Linked DNA regions of Gossypium hirsutum: region 1 is linked to region 2. Evidence: chromatin contacts called from public Hi-C data. All regions are on one chromosome and are shown on one strand. Each heading gives the region's core, a stretch centred on a gene start, on an enhancer-like site or on the middle of the called end of the contact. The rest is flanking DNA. Distances are from core to core; before and after follow the strand shown. Region 1 holds the start of LOC107886311 (protein BRASSINAZOLE-RESISTANT 1). Region 2 holds the start of LOC107886420.

Region 1 (2,700 bases), core at 73-2,572, 210 kb before region 2:
ATAACAAACATACATTACATGCTTATATACAGATAATAAACATACATTTAGTATCCTACTCAGATCAGTCTATCATAATATATAGCATGAAAAATAAAAAGGACTAAATTACTACTGTATATAAATGATACTTGTACTTTTCTTTATATGAAAAGATAATGTCTAAATTTCAGTTTTAATTCTCTACTCTTTTGAGATTATATAAGAATGATTAAAATTTAGTTTTGATCCCTATTTTTTGCTCAAATTTAAAATCTAATCTTTATACTTTAATTTTGACATAATTTAGTACCTTGATCCTTATAATATTTTTTGTGAGTCTAAATATTTTATTATGATTAAAATCCTTTTGTGAAATTTTAAGAATTGTAACACTATTAAATTTAGATACATTACAATGTCATTTTTTGTTACATAGATACCAAATGAGTAACTTTTTTTTAATTTCAAAATGTCATAATAACAAATTTAATAAAAGAATTATAACAATGTTAACAAATAAACCTATTTTTTTATTTTAAAAAATAGAAAGACTAAATTCCTAGAAATAAAATTATGAAAATTAAATTTCAAATATAATAAGAATGCATATTATAATATTTACATCTTCACTTTATAATTTAGCCAATAAATAACATACTAAAACCTATAAATAAAAGGACCTTCCTCATGAAGACAAGTGTCACACGCCCCCAGCTTCTTTTCTTTTTCCTTTTTCATTTTATGAAAGATAGTTAATTTTTAATTTTCGTGTTTGCTTAAATTTAATATTTAATTATTATTCTTTAATTTTTATCCTAATATTATTTAGTTATATATAATTTGAAGACGGATTTTTACATTCATAAAATTAAACGATTAGATTTTTGAAAATAAAAGTTGGAGGGCTAAATTCTAAGTATACTAAGTGTAGAGGTTTAGAGTCATAGTTGTGTTAAACTAATTGAACTCAGTTTGGAGAGAGACATCAAATTGATTGACCCACAAATTGGTATAAACCGATAAAATTAAGCTAAAAATCAAGTTGAATTAATTTTTTTTTATGTTTTTCAGTGATGTATTTAATCGAAGCATACGAAGTAGTGGTTCTAAAAATTTTGGTTAGAGAATATTTAATTTTCAAATTTTAATTAATTAAAAAGCTTGAAATAGATGAGGTTAAAGCATATAAAATAAATATTGATTAAAAAGATATATGTATCCTTACTTGGTGAAATAGAGACAAGGCCTGATTCATTGTGGGTTGCATTTGTCTTTGAGCCCAACACACACCTCTCTGAGTGAATGAATTCTTTTCTATTTTGTAAAACGGGCTTGGATCTGATGCCCTCCATCACCATTTATAGACTGTGTAATGTAATTTCCCTCCCCTTTTCGTCGTATTCATTTGGGTCTGAAACCGAGACACCCAAAGATTCTTTCTTCTTTTAACGTTTTTTTTTTTTGTTTCCACCCAAGCTAAAGCGTATTCCTCGTGACTCGTGATCTTCTCCACTTCTTCCTTCTTTTTCTTTGTTTGGTGTTATAATCCTCTACAACGCACCTTCACGCCGGAGAGAGAGGGAGAGATGACATCGGATGGGGCGACGTCGACGCCGGCTCCAAGGAGGAAACCGTCGTGGAGGGAGAGGGAGAATAACAGGAGGAGAGAAAGGAGGAGAAGAGCCATTGCTGCTAAGATTTATACTGGCCTTAGAGCTCAAGGGAACTACAATTTGCCCAAGCACTGTGATAACAATGAGGTCCTCAAGGCTCTTTGTTCCGAGGCTGGTTGGGTCGTAGAAGATGATGGCACTACTTATCGCAAGGTTTCGTACTTACCCTTCTCTTCTTTTCACAATCTTAGATCTCTGTGAAAGAAACTGCATTCTTTTTTATAACTTCAATGCTCATTTGTTTGTGCTAATTCATGTTGGATCTAGTTCTTTTTTCTTTTTCTTTATTTTTTTTAAATTGCTTTCCGGGCTTTTTCCTTTCCCTTGATCTGTTCGGTTTCAGTTTGATATTGATTTTGATTTTGTTGAGTTGGAGTTTTTATGGTGCTGATAAATTCTGGGTTTTAATTGAAATTGTTTGTTCAGGGATGTAAGCCACCTCCAATAGATATAGGTGGAAGCTCAAGTAAGATTACCCTATTTTCATCCCAAAATCCAAGTCCATTATCATCTGCATTTCCAAGTCCAATTCCTTCATGTCAAGTCAGTCCTTCCTCCTCTTCCTACCCTAGTCCCACTAGGTTTGATGCTAATAACCCCTCTACTCTCCTTCCCTTCCTTCGAAACGCCATTCCTTCATCTCTGCCTCCACTCAGAATCTCAAACAGTGCCCCTGTTACACCCCCACTTTCATCTCCTACCTCAAGAAATCCTAAGCCCCTTCCCAACTGGGAAACCATCGCAAAGGAATCCATGGCCTCTTTTAACTACCCTTTTTATGCTGTTTCTGCCCCAGCTAGTCCTACCCACCGTCATTTTCATGCCCCGGCTACTATACCGGAATGTGATGAATCCGATACATCTACGGTTGAATCTGGACAATGGATAAGCTTTCAAAAGTTTGCACCTTCTACATCTCAAGTGCCGACTTCTCCAACTTTTTTTAAACTTGTGAAACCTTTGCCTCCCCAAAATTTGCATAATGATTTGGGCGTAAAAGATAAAGGAAGAGGTGCAGAGTTTGAGTTTGAGAGTGGACAGGTGA
Region 2 (2,700 bases), core at 160-2,659:
TTACAACTTGACCCGTATACTTCTAGATACCGCCTTTTCATATATTTTGTGCAAGATTTCTACTCTAGATGTTGGTACGTCCAAAAGCGGTCAATGACTTCGAGTGAATTGAAAGAATTGAAATCTCAACTCCAAGAACTTTTAGATTAGGGATTTATTCGACTAACTGTGTCACCTTGGGGGGCTCCAATGTTGTTTGTGAAAAAGAAAGCTTTGAGATTATGTATCGACTATCGACATTTGAATAAAGTCACCATAAAGAATAAGTATCCGCTACCTCATTTGACGATTTGTTTGATCAACTGAAGGGAACAACCTTATTTTCTAAGATGGATCTTTGGTCAATATATTATTAAGAAAGGACGAGGTCCCAGGCATTGAGTTAGTATCCAAGTTCTAGTTACATCACACACAATTGTGTAAGTGGAAGTTTTTGAATCATTTACAATTCTTTATTTGTCTCTGCATTGTAATGATTTGATTCTAGTTTATAGTTTCCCAAACATTTATTTATACTTGTAATTATATTCTATTATGCCATAAAAGACATTTTGCAAACCTTGAACAATTGGAAAAGGTCTTGAATACCCAGATTCGAGCCCCATTATGTGCAATTATATGCATGGGTTTCCGTGTCCCATCCTGTGCGGTTGCCATTTGCAGATTTTAGTTCAACTCATTGGCTTTAGTTTGGATTGTATCAGTTCTTAGTTCGTTTGTATTATAATAATTTGATTCTTCCTTATGACAACTTGGACAATTTATTTGTGCTATAATAATTTGATATTTGTGATTACTTGGACATGTATTTATATTGTATTTTTGTACATCTATACTATATTTAAGCATTATACTAAATTGGTGTTACCTTAATTGGGTCACCAACTTAGTTATGAAATTACATAAATACTCCTTTTAAATTATAATTAATATTATTATGATGACATTTTATCTTCTCATATTTTGGTACCATCTTTAAATAAAAGAATTAAAAATTAAAAATTCAAAGATCAAACACGTATATAATAATATTCAAATATAAATTTATTATTGCTTCACCTATATTGATTTAATATATAATATTTTTAAAAAAAAATAATTTTAATATAGAATTTTTTTCTATCGCGTGTGACAAAATCTAATATTTATATTATATACTTTAATTGTATTTATAACACTTATAAAAAATTAAAAAAAACATTAAAAAAATTTTCAATAGCATGAAAAGGAAAGAAAAATATATTAAAATAATTTTAGTGACGTTCAATAAAAATAATTTTAGAAGAAAATTTTGTACTATTATCATGTGTTTCCCATGACCAAAAGTATTTTCAAAAGTTTTTCTTAATTAATTCCTTCTTCCACGAGACATCTTAAAATTCGACCTAGATTAGAAATTTGATGGAAGGGCAATGAGGCCATTTTTCCATACCCACGTACTCCATTTTACTGCTAGTCAAACGGTCAACCCCCACAAAATAAAACCGCTCCTTGAAGAAAAAACCGCTAGTGGCGTTTTAGAAAATTTTCTCTACCTCACTGTAACGCATGATTGATGAGAAAACCATAACATCCTTACGTGGCATTCCTTAATTGGTCCATTTCGGTTTGTCGGGATTCCTAGCGGCACCAACCAATAAACAAAAACCAGTAACTCGTCTTTCTCTCACTAGAAAATGCTCTGTTTTTTCTTGTTTTCTTTCCCTCTCTGAATTGTGTTTTCTCTCTCTCTCTCTCTCTCTCTCTCTCTCTCTCTCTCTCTCTATTTCTTCTCCACAAAAATCCCATATTTTTTTCTTAATCTCTCTCTCCTTTGCTTACGATAATAACATATACGTATTCACCAATGCATGATCTTCCGATCCAATGTAATTTTGATCCTTAGCTTTGAATTTTTTACCGAGTTTGACCCACCTGATTGACTCACTGAGTTGGGGCTTCTTTTTGTTGGAGAAACTATGTTGGAGGCAATGGAGAGTTCCGTCAATGGCGGGGGTTTCTCGCAGTTTCAGAGCTGCGGAGACAGTAGTGAAGAAGAGCTCTCGGTTCTGCCACGTCATACTAAGGTGGTTGTCACCGGGAATAACCGTACTAAATCTGTGCTCGTTGGTCTTCAAGGCGTGGTCAAGAAGGCTGTTGGACTTGGCGGGTGGCATTGGCTGGTAATTCTTTGTTTTTTTTTTTTTCAGTTTTGGTGGAAAATGGGTTCTGCTGCTTGATCTGGAAATTGGTTCCTCTTGATTTTTTTCTTTATAATGTTGATTTTTTTTTCAAGATCAAGTCAATTTAATTTTGAAATTTTAAGGTAATGTGGATTCAATTGGAAGTTTTTATTTTTATGATTAAATGTTTGCTAGTAAAGCTTTTGGTTCACTACATGAATTCATATCTTTTTGGGTGATTTTGCATTAAATAATCTCTCTAAAACAATTAAATGTCCTGTTTTATAAGTTTTTTTTTGAATAAAACTGCAAATTTTAAACAATCTCTCTATATTTGCTTGAATTTGATCGGTATCATTATATCAAATAAAAACAATGACATTTTACCTCTCACAAAATACAAATTTGAGGTTTTGGATGTGGGTTTTGATTGCATGTAAGTGTTCGTCCCTGGATCTGGAATTTTTAATTATTTTACCTAATGTATGATGCTATTCTGGATTGTTACAATGGATTTTTATTTTTCTGGATTTTTAGT

The links. Hi-C and Micro-C count contacts between places; a contact is called where the count stands out from the background.
Region 1: a contact with region 2 is called in a Hi-C map of leaf, with 2.4 times the contacts expected there. The contact joins the promoter of LOC107886311 here to the promoter of LOC107886420 in region 2. A contact is called at or near these places in 10 of 34 Hi-C or Micro-C datasets (anther, callus, hypocotyl and 2 more).

Annotation. Positions count from the first base shown.
Region 1 is chrA03:81,178,670-81,181,369 of Gossypium_hirsutum_v2.1, reverse strand. It overlaps LOC107886311 (protein BRASSINAZOLE-RESISTANT 1), which reads left to right and starts at 1,322. Exons shown (of 2, transcript XM_016810210.2): 1 at 1,322-1,808; 2 at 2,082-2,700. The coding sequence starts at 1,569.
Region 2 is chrA03:80,965,968-80,968,667 of Gossypium_hirsutum_v2.1, reverse strand. It overlaps LOC107886420, which reads left to right and starts at 1,409. Exons shown (of 6, transcript XM_016810373.2): 1 at 1,409-2,162. The coding sequence starts at 1,959.